2 separate regions of the Mus musculus genome follow, and region 2 is linked to region 1. Evidence: chromatin contacts called from public promoter capture Hi-C data. All regions are on one chromosome and are shown on one strand. The core of a region is the stretch at or near the end of the contact, and the rest is flanking DNA. Distances in the headings are between cores, read along the strand shown. Region 1 has its middle 290 kb from the start of Tle4. Region 2 holds the start of C130060C02Rik (RIKEN cDNA C130060C02 gene).

Region 1 (5,398 bases), core at 1,236-3,735:
CCAAATGGGACCATGGAGAGAGCATGTGGCTAAAATCCAGATGGAAAGAGTCTTAGGAGAAGGCCATTGTGCAAAATTATACCATCAAGGATGGATGCTTCTTTTTTTCCTGCACTTAGCATTGTGGAGAAAATCTCGGACATCATTCAGTGCTACCCCCATTTTACAGGTGAAAGAACAGAGGACCACGAGGCCTTCCTTCATCTCACAGAGCTAGCCTGATGAAGAACCAGAAAGAAGGTCCTGGTCTCTTGCCTGATCTTGTCTCTTGACTATTGTTCCTCCTGTTTGTGAAGCTACTGGAATCAATGCAACAATATTGAAAACTACCGAGTCCCCGGGAGAAAAGGCTTAATGATAATGCTGACATAAATTCCAAGATCACCTCCTCTCTCAGTGGCAGCTCAAAGCACTTTACATATATCATTCTTTCTCAAAAGAGCTATTCACTATGACAAGGTAACAAATACTTCTATTATTTCTCCATTACAGAGAAACTGAGTCACTCTGTGGCAACTTGATTCATGCAATAACTTCAGTGTTTTTTGAAGGCAGGTGCAGTTTCCATGCCTTTGACAATGGAGGTTATCTGAGCATCATGTAAATTTCTACCCTTGACAGATTTTAGTTTTTGAATAAATGTATCCCTGCCCTATCTCTGCAATTACTGAGCAACTCATAGAAGCTGTTTTCTTCACTGTGTATGCATAATTGGTGGAGAATCTTCATATTTTTATAGAATGTCAAATACGGAGAACCTAGGGCGTTGTGCGGGGGGGGGGGGGGATAGGGACTCGAGTTAAGCGTTATCATGGAGTTCTTTCCCTTTTATGATCTTCAGGAGTGGGGAAAGGAGTGATTGCAGCATCTTTCCCATAGCCACTTTCTTAGCTGCTCTCCTAGCTGTTTCCATGCAATTCGACGGAATGTTGTCAAAGCAGCAACTAATGGAATGAGTTTTGTCTCCCCCACAGTGATTTGGATTTTGGTTCTGTGTTCACTCATCCATGATAGTGTACGGAACAAAGAGGGAGAAGGCTAAGTAAAGCAAGCAGTGGGGGTGGCGAGGGTGGGATAGAGGAGCTGCTGGCTATTAAATTGGGAAGGTAAATAGACTATGATAGTTGCTGATCCCTAAGGGCCATATCCATTTCTCTTGAGTAAAATTTACATGCATCACTGTGTATAGAGCTCTCAGTGAGTTCAGGTTGGTATGGTAATGTACCACAGGCTGTGTGGCTTGTAACTAGTAGAAATTTCTCACCTCTCTGGAGCCCGCAAGTCTGGGGTGGAGAGCCCGAGAGAGTTCTCTGGGACTCTTTTGTAAGGACGATAATCCCATCCACAAGGGTCCCACCCCATGACCCAATTGTCTTTCACAGACTCCATTTTCTACTACAACCACCTAAGGAGTTAACATTTCAAAATACAAGTTTGGAGGCATAGTGACATTAATACCAACAAGGAGTTTAGAAGAAACTACATCTGCTAACTTCCTATCGCATGTCAGGTATGGGGAATATACCAGGAAGAGTGTAAGAGCATTTTTCTTTCGTAGTTTCCTTCTGAAGGTCTATATAATGTCCTGATTAACTGCTTATCCATGTAGCTACCTTGCAGAAGGCAGAAGGCAGCTTACAAAATGCAAACATGAAGTAAGAAACACATACTGAGCATCAGTTGAGAGGTGGAGGCATGGACACAAAGGCATCCTTGTCTCTCTGTAAGATCTTCTTCCTACCCAACACTGACTGGAAGCCCATAACAAAGGCAGGCCACCCCTTGGTGACTGTATCGATTTCCTTTCTGGCTCACAGGCTATTTCTGCGGTTACACATACCCACAGCATAGCCAAGGCGCTTCTCTATTCCATGCTATTAGGGAGGAGAGAAGGCTGTACCTACCCCAGACTGGTCCCGTCATCCTCTGTCCCATCTTTTGTGTCTGGAGTTCATACTGCCTTTTGTCATTTCTGCCAGTGGAATTTTCAAAAGCAAGAATCCAACTTCCTTTGGCCACTCAGAGAGTGTACAGTATATTTGATGTCTGGGACATCAAACAAATGCTTGTGCTCACAGTGCAGAAATAATCCCAGACAAAAGACAACTGTGGCTATGCAGAGAATACCAAAGAGACAGGGTCAGGAAATTACCAGGCAAGCCAAAGAAGAGGCTGTTCCACAAACTCAGTTCACCAGTGAGAACAGAGGGGAGCTTGCTGCCTACACGCTCAGCTGATAACACCAGGAAAGGCTCGTCAGGCCTGAGTTGGATCCTTCTTCCAGACCCAACTTGGAATAGTCGGGGGAAACCTGCGCGTGGCTAATTAATAGTGAACTCAGCACGTGCACCCCCAAGGAAAAGACTGGTCCGAAAAGACTATGACTAGACCAGCCAAGGCTCTGATGTGAGTCTACGAGGAGAGTCTCCCCTCCCCTTCTTGTGCTGTGGCTTCCCCAGAGGCCAGGGAGCCGACGGGAAGCTGGGGTATTTCAGCACTCTGCTCTCTCTTTCTCACTTGCTCTGATGGTCCACCCCTTTCCATCCCCCTCCTCGAGGCCTAAGAATTAAGGGGTGAATTAATTGGAAAGGTGGGGGGAGGGAAAGTCAGGACCTGGGAACTGCAAATCAAAGGAGCCTGTCTCTCCAGAGGGCTCAGAGGGAACCCTGTTCACAATAGCAGTTCAAGTTCACCTTGTGTGAAGGGAAAGAGGTGTTTTAATGGCACTGTAGGAAGAGGGGAGGAGAGGGAAAGAGGGATAGAAAATCAAAAGAGAGAGAGGGAGAGAGGAGAGAGGCGCAAATCCAAATGTCGATGTGTAGACACAGTGAGGAGAGCCTGCTGGCTGACAGGGTGATTTATTGGATTCTTCCACTTAATCACTGCCGGCCTGTGGCCAAACGGATCTCCAGCAAAGCTGAAAGGCAGCCGAGGGAAACAGGCTCATAAGCATAAAGCCGCATAATGGTGTTCAATGAAGTGTGAGACTTTTAGTTCAGTCTCGCTGAGCCGGCCGCACCGCCGGAATGTCAAAGAGGGATTGTGGGTGGAAAAATTATGGATTTAAACTGCTAGCTGTAAATGAGGTCAATATGTCTGGTTCATAAACAGTCCGAGCCTATTCCAAGAATGCAGTGAGGGGGAAAATTAGCGTGAAGCCAACACTGTAGACAAACCTCATTGAGATATAATTGCAGCTATAAATACAAGCGAAAAGCTTACCGAGTGCAATAAAATACAGACACGCTTTTTTATTTCCGTCTTCTTCCTTCTTTGAATCCATGCATTTGTTAAGGCTGCGCATCTCTAATGCGCCTTTCATCTCCCCCTCCCTCTCCTAGTGACACCCAGTGTTGCAATTAATTGAGTGTTCTTGATTTCTCATTCCATTTTATTCAGGCGAGATTGGAAAAAATCAAAGAGCACATCTAAAGCATTTTCTCCCCCTTTGCCTCTCTATTTGAATCAGGTTGAAATGTGCGTGTGAGGGAGAGGAAAAAAAAAAAAAAAAAGCCGTGCTTATTTTTTTTCATGAAGAAGAAAGATCCAAGGAAAAAGGCTTTTTAAAGTAATACATCTGTGAGGTCATTTGAATCTCAGTTTAATGAAGGGAATCAAAGACATCTATAGAGTCTTATGATGGGGATTCCTGCGGGGGGGGGGGGGCACCTTATCTGGCCTCGTGAGACAGTGACTCAAAATTAATATATATTTTTTCACGTTCTCTTTTTTCTTTTCAAACTCCAGAGAATCTCATTACTTTGTTTTGCACTTGAGCTCAGGGGACAGAGGACAGACATTAGCAAACTTACTTTGCCCGGTTTAAAAGCCGATACAGTAATAAATTGAAGTCTAATAGCTCTGGTCAGGCTGTCTTTCCCCTAAACCAATTGATTTAAATGGCAGTAATTTGGCCAGCGAGGCTAGTCCTGTTTAAATTAAACCCATTAATATAATAGCTCAAGTCCTGAATGAAATCCATCTGCAGGGAAGGCTCCACCGGTCAGTAGTTTCATAACTGTGAGGGGATGTCCTGAAACGCCCACAGTCGAGCAAGCAGGAATTACAGATTACAGGCGAGACCCTGGTGTGTGTGTGTGTGTGTGTGTGTGTGTGTGTGTGTTGCGGGGGGGGGGGGGGAGGGGAGAGATAGAGAGAACACACACATTCAAGTGAGAAACTGCCCTGATGATTCCATGGGAAATGACCTTGGTCATTAACAATGAGAGGTTAATTGTGTTAATAGCAGCAAGCAGAGTTCCTGTGGGGAAAGCCTGAAGCTTCTATCTCCCTCCCATCCCATCTCACAAAGGAGATGCTTTTCCTTTTTAACTGTTCTTATTAAGCATCATAGACCACCCAAAAAAGCATGTTTTCCTTTCAGTGTGGACCACAACCCTTTGCCACTGAAGGTCTGCATGGGTGCAGATTTCATCATTGGATATCAAAATAATGTCTGTACTAAGTACACAGTTGGTTCAGATGTGGGTTCTTTGCAAGTTTATGTTAAGGTGTCCACACCAGAGGGCTTGGTTTGAACATCAGGAATGTAGCCGGAGTTCTCATCTCAGAGTCTGAGTTAGTGTTTAAATCAGAGCAAATTGTCTGCCATCTGTTCAAAAGGGAGCACGCTTCTTAAGCAGACCGGGGAAAGCCTGGCCGGGGGAGCTGTGGAGCCCTGAGGATTTCACCACGCATGCACATTTGACAGATGTCAGTGAAATAACATGGATGTCCACCAAAAAGATGAGACTTTCCGTTAGTACAGTAGGAGGTGGCTCAGGTGTGACCACAAGACTGGGGCTGAGGATCTGGGGTACTGGAGGTAATCATGGCTTTCACCCGTTTCCACACCTTCTGTTTATATGATTGTCTAAGCCTTGTGGCACTCTTGGACACCCTTTCTGAGTTTATTTAATGCCTAAGAAGGAATTAAAAATGGAAATGCTGCTCTGCTCATGACTCTTGTTGGGGTCTATGAGAATACATAGGAATGAGCTTGGTCTCTACAGCGTGGAGCATAGCTAGACAGCAGCAGTTCTAGTCATGTGAGGAATTATATGACTTTATTATATGCATTATGTCATTGTAATTTTGTTCAAAATCTAATTTTGAGAAAAGATTGCATAGTTGCACCCAATGGTTAGTAGATATTTTCCATATTTTGGGCATTGTGATAGGGTATTTTACATAAGCTGTTTAATTTATTTCTCAAGCACTCCTGTGGGTGGAGCATATATTCTTATTTTTTATATCACAAAGGAAGAAACCTAAGTTCTATTTGTAAAAGTTCTAAAGTTCTTTGGGAACATGTCTCCTCTTCCCCCAAGCTGACTCTAGAGTAATTGATTGGTTGATATTCCTTCCTTTCCTCCTTCCTTCCTTCCTTCCTTCCTTC
Region 2 (5,398 bases), core at 761-3,260, 1.1 Mb after region 1:
CAAAGGAATCAGTGAGTCCCCTGGGGGGGGGGGCGGGGCAGGAAGGGGAGAAGAACCTGCCTGAGTAAACAAATGGGAAAGCTGAAAGACATTCAGGGCCAACCTCTAGACTCTATGCACACAACGTGTGTATGTGTACACATGCCACGTACACGTGTGTGCACACACATGCCACATACATATAAACACACAAACAACTATTTGCAAATCTAAAAATAAAACGGAGTGTGAAAAATCAGCTGGAAGGATGGCCCAGTAGTTAAGGGCATTTGCTGCACTGGAGTTCCGTGATCCCAGAACCCACATAAACCAGGCGTCAGGAGCAGGACTTCTAACTCCAGCATGGAAGGGGCGGAGTCAAGAGAGCAGTTGGGGCTTATTGGCTTCCAGCCAAACTAAGAAAACAGACCCTGTCTCTCTCAAAAAATAAATAAATAAAATAAAATAAAAAATAAATTTAAAAAATGGGTGAAGAGCCATCAAAGGACACCCAACACCCCTTTCTTGTTTCTGAGTGTGCACATACGCCAATACTAAGATACACAAACACACAAATATGCAAATCAGTAAGGAACATATATATTGGATGGTAATTTTTTTTTTTTGGCTTCTGGGCGGGTGTTCATGAATGACCATAGAAGCACCACAAAGACTTGGCTGGGAGTTACAAAAATTCAAATGAAAGGAACTTGTAAATACGTTATCTGCAAATAACCAGAGTCAACTGTTTTACAACGGGTTCGTCAAAAATAATAGTTCCAGTCGGGCAGTGGTGGCGCACGCCTTCAATCCCAGCACTCGAGAGGCAGAGGCAGGCCAGACTCTGAGTTCAAGGCCAGCCTGGTCTACAGAGTGAGTTCCAAGATAGCCAGGGCTACACAGAGAAACCCTGTCTCTCAAATAAATAAATAAATAAATAAATAAATAAATAAATAAATAAATAAATAAATAAATAAAAGAAACAAATAATAATAGTCCCTTGGGCTGGAGAGATGGCTCAATGGTTGGACATACTTGCTGCTCTTGCAAAGGATGCGAGTTCGGTTCCCAGCATCCATATGGTGGTTCACATATGGACTCCGACCTCTTACCCCCTTTTCTGTACTCCGCAGGCACTGCACACACATAGTGCACATACACACGCGAAGGCAAAACCCTCAAATATTTTTCTAAAAATCAAAAAAGACGTCCCTGATTATTTTTTTGTTATACATTTTTTTCTTTCCATCTTTAACCTTCTCCTTTTCTGTATTAAACTTGCAATTACGAATGAAGGGAGATTGTACATTTAAACCCCTAAAAGAAGAGAGGGCAGGGACCATTTGCTAAATTATCACGCATATTCCCCTCGGGGTGCAGAGTTGGTCATCCTCGCTGTAATAAGGGGCAGTGTCGAGTTCTACTCCCTAGCTTGACTACTCCAGACAACGGACCGAGGCGGCAACCTGCAAGGGAGGCGGCGGCAAAAACTCCTTTGTGGCTAGGTGGAGGCCGCTTCGCAGGCTGATCCTGCACCGGGCTCCCACTTCTCCGACCAAACCCTCGCACCTCCGGACCGCAGAACTGTTTCCCCGAGCCACGGCTGGAAGGAGCTCTTGATGGCCACCAGCGGCAGGTCGCGGTTCACCCTGAGCGTGCTGAGCAGCGGTGCCCAGTCCACCGCGCGCAGCCGGTCGGCATTGAAGTCCAGCACGCCGTCCCGCAGGCAGGCGCGCACGGCGGGCAGCGGCACGGAGTCCTGCAGCGCGCACAGGTACTCGTAGTGCGAGAAGAAGTCGGCCGCGCAGTCGCGCCGGAGCTTCACCGAGTCGATCATGACCGGCAACCCCGGGGACCTCCACCAGCCGCCCCGCGCCGCCTCCCGCCACGCCTCGGGCGGTTAGCGCCCGCTCTGGGAGCCGCCGCCGCCGTTCTAGTCACCGGCGAGCTCCCGCGGGCGACGTGCGCATGCGTCGGCGCGCTCGCTGTGCGTCAGAGCGCGGGCCACGCCCACCCGGGCTCGCTACGTCCAACGCGCCATCAGCTGGAGGCGAGTAGATGCTCTGCAGTGAGCGCGCCTCTGGGTACCAAAAGTGAGGTGCAATGGAGTGACGACCTGAGAACCGGGCTTGACCTGAGAACTGAGAAGCGGGTTTAGCCTCGAGAAGACTGTTAGAAGCGCTCAACTGTTTATGCTTCCTCACCGAGAGAAGTCACAAGAAGAATTTCCCAACACGTATGCAAACCAGGTGGCTTCCTTCCTCTCTTCTTTGGGTTAGGCAAAGCTAGAGTTTAGCTTAGTATCCTCCATTGATGGTGGATATTTCTCTCCCTCTCTATCTCTCTATGTGTTGTTTGAGACAACGTTTCTCTGTATAACAGTCCTGGCTGTCCTGGAACTCACTTTGTAGACTAGGTTGGCCTCGAACTCTTACTAGTTTTCAATGTTAGTACTCTAAATAAACTCGAAGACGACTCCTGTATCACAGAGAGACCATAATTTCATTACGGTTTTATTATTAATGATTTTAACAGAGTTAGTAACATTGAGCATAATAGCTATGGAAAGTGAACTTGGGATTCACTCAGCAGTGGTTAAGTTGAGCTATTTTATTCCCTATGTCATGTTATTTAGTTATGCATTAAAATGAATTACTTTGAGCAGAAACAAAGTGAACTCTGGGTAATAAATACATCAGTCTGTTTTATTCTTTTTAAGGATTTATTTATGGGTACGTGCCTGTATGCTATCTGTGTGCAAGTGTCCAGAGTGACCAGAAGAAGGCATCAGATCCTCTGGAACTGGTGTTACAGGTGGTAGTGAGCCAGTCAGTGTAGGTGCTGGGAACCAGACTCAGAGCCTCTGAAAGAAGAGCTGTCTCTAGCCACCATTTCAGTTACATTTGTAAAAGATTTGCTTATATTTTTATTCAGTGTGTGTGTGTGTGTGTGTGAGTGACACGTGTACACAGTGCTTAGGGATATCAGAAAGGGGCGTCAGATGCCTTGGACCTGAAGTTATAGGCATTTGAGACATTTGTGACCCACCCACCATAGGTGCTGGGAATGGAACCCAGTCCTCTGGAAGGGCAGTTAAGTGCACCTAAGTGCTAAGCCATTTCTCTGAAATACTTTAAAGCACATTTATAAATTCCTGAGGTATGAGTTTGATTTTCTGTTTATAAGGCATACTATATTCAAGAGACATTATGAATGACAGGCTAAATGTCCACAGTTAAGTCTTTTGTGTCCTCATTCACTTCTTTTAAAACATAAGTTTGTTGTTTTTAGTCTGTCATTGGTAACTGCGAAGTGTTCTCGTAAATGGAAGGCTCTATTCTGGCTTTTGTTTCTTTTGGATGGATGATGAAGATTGTGGCTAACACTGATAACTAGTACTTTTTATTTCTGTAGCATTGTTTATTTATTTTATTTTATTTTATTTTATTTTACTTTGATACAGTGTCTTGCTACGTAGCCTGGCCTCTTCTGGACTTCGTCATCTTCTTTCAGCTTCCTGAGTGCTGGGATTATAGGAAGGAGCCACTACATTCAGCCAGTCAGTTTAAATAGAGTTCCACCTTTCCCCGTAAGAAATATACTGTTACATATCTGCTTTACAGATGTGCAAAGTGATGAATTGTGCAGTTAGCATAAATCCTGAGAACTAGCCAGATGTCCTGAACTTGTATCCAGTCTCTAGAACAATGACAGTCTCCAATCAAGCTTTAGACACTGTGTTCATAACATTCCTCTCCCACTAACTGAGTTCTACAACCTTTTTTCAACACTACAGACACCACCCACTCCACTAAGATTTCCTAGCTATGGACAGTGAGTTTTTTGTACAATATTTAAAGTAAAATAGTGAGTTAGTTTACCCACCACCTAGCTTGGGAGGAAACATCACCATTTCTGTTGGGAGCCTTGTGGAGCCATTCTCTCTATCACAACTACGGTCTTCTTCCACACCGAGACAACTGTGTCACCAAGCCTTCTGTGCCTCTCTGCAGTGGGTGTCTTAATAGTTCTGCCATTTGTACATGGCCCTCTAGCAAATTTTTCCTAGTTACTGTTCTTTTTGCTAGGTTCGTCCATGTTGATACATGGTGGAGAATTTTGTATAATTCATTTATTTTCTTAATGTAGCTGTCCATCATTTTCTTAAACCTTCCTCTCCCTGTCCTTGTTGAAGTTAATTTTTTGTGTTCTGCCAGTCCCTTTTCAGTCTCTCTCATCTTTCTGCTTGTCCATCCTAAGTGGAAAGCCAGAGAGTTCTCAGATCTGTGTCCTTTAGCTTAGCAGTTAGATGCTTTCATCATTGGAATACCTCTTGTCTTGTTTCTTGCTGCACTTCTTCCTGACTTCTCTGAACACAAAGCATTGCTGGAAGTTTCCAATAGTCTTTCCTGCACCTTTAATTTTTTTCAAATCTTATTTTTAATGATGGTTCTTAAATGCTTTAACCTTCCATGTAACCCACCACCCACCAGATACAGGGTGAAATAGAAAGGGTACGGGGGACCTAGACCTGTTTAGAAAGGTTCTTTGAAGCAATTCCTGTCTGTTTTTCTTGGAAATCAGCAGTTCAGTTCACAGGTTAGCAGGCAGTGACAGCTTGATCTACTCACAAACACTTCACGGATACACCAGCAGTCCAATTCAGTAGAGTCCGGTTAGCAATAGTGGTGACATAACCTAGCCGAGACAGCCAGGCCTCAGCCTTGACTGAAGTCAGCAGGAGGGACCTGGAGGGAGACCAGAAGTTCTCAACTGTGTCTCTTGGAGAAGTGAAGATCAGTGAAGATGGGAGACCCACAAGCGTTGCACAAAGGCTGTGCCAGCCAACCAAACTCTGTCTCTCACTCTGTGGAGTCCTATTTATACCCTCCAAACATCACATGTCCTCCACGTGTCTTGCCTCAGCATGGGTCTTGCCTTAGAGTCATTGGAAGTGGCAACAAACTACAGCACACCACTGGAAGTTTTTTGGTGTGTTTCTCTCTATGGATTTCTGATAAATGCAGCTCAACTCTGCAACATAAGGTGGACCAATACATGTGTGTTGTTAGCAAAGAATCCTCTATCACGTGTCCTTTCACATACTTACTTTAGCAGAACATCCTCTCTCCTGTGTCTGAGTCCGCCTTAGCCTTTGACATCTGTCCACTTTAACAAAACTTTCCTTCACACGTTTGCCCCACCAAAACACTATCCAACCGACTTTCCAATGAACCCTTAAGTTTCCACTTCACTCTCCTTCCTGTTGGGCCTATACACACAGTGCTCCTTTATTTCGTTGGATAACTTCACCCCATCCTCAGCCCGTGCCAGTGGTTTGAATGAAATGGCTCCCATAGGTCCTTAGGGAATGGTACTGTTAGGAGGTGTGGCCTTGGAGTACGTGTAGACTTATGGG

What was found. Promoter capture Hi-C pulls out the DNA fragments that hold promoters and counts their contacts.
Region 2: a contact with region 1 is called in a promoter capture Hi-C map of second pharyngeal arch cranial neural crest, with 3 times the contacts expected there. A contact is called at or near these places in 3 of 39 promoter capture datasets (hippocampal neurons, pre-B cells and second pharyngeal arch cranial neural crest), 2 of 130 datasets of targeted methods (astrocytes and embryonic forebrain) and 1 of 9 other capture datasets (embryonic tail).

What each region holds. Positions count from the first base shown.
Region 1 is chr19:14,887,941-14,893,338 of GRCm38.p6, forward strand. No RefSeq gene overlaps it. Among named protein-coding and RNA genes, the nearest start is that of Tle4, 290 kb to the left of the region's middle.
Region 2 is chr19:15,983,065-15,988,462 of GRCm38.p6, forward strand. It overlaps C130060C02Rik (RIKEN cDNA C130060C02 gene), which reads left to right and starts at 2,011. Exons shown (of 3, transcript NR_045355.1): 1 at 2,011-2,228; 2 at 3,443-3,568. Cep78 (centrosomal protein 78) reads right to left here and starts at 1,925. Exons shown (of 15, transcript NM_198019.2): 1 at 1,549-1,925. The coding sequence starts at 1,816.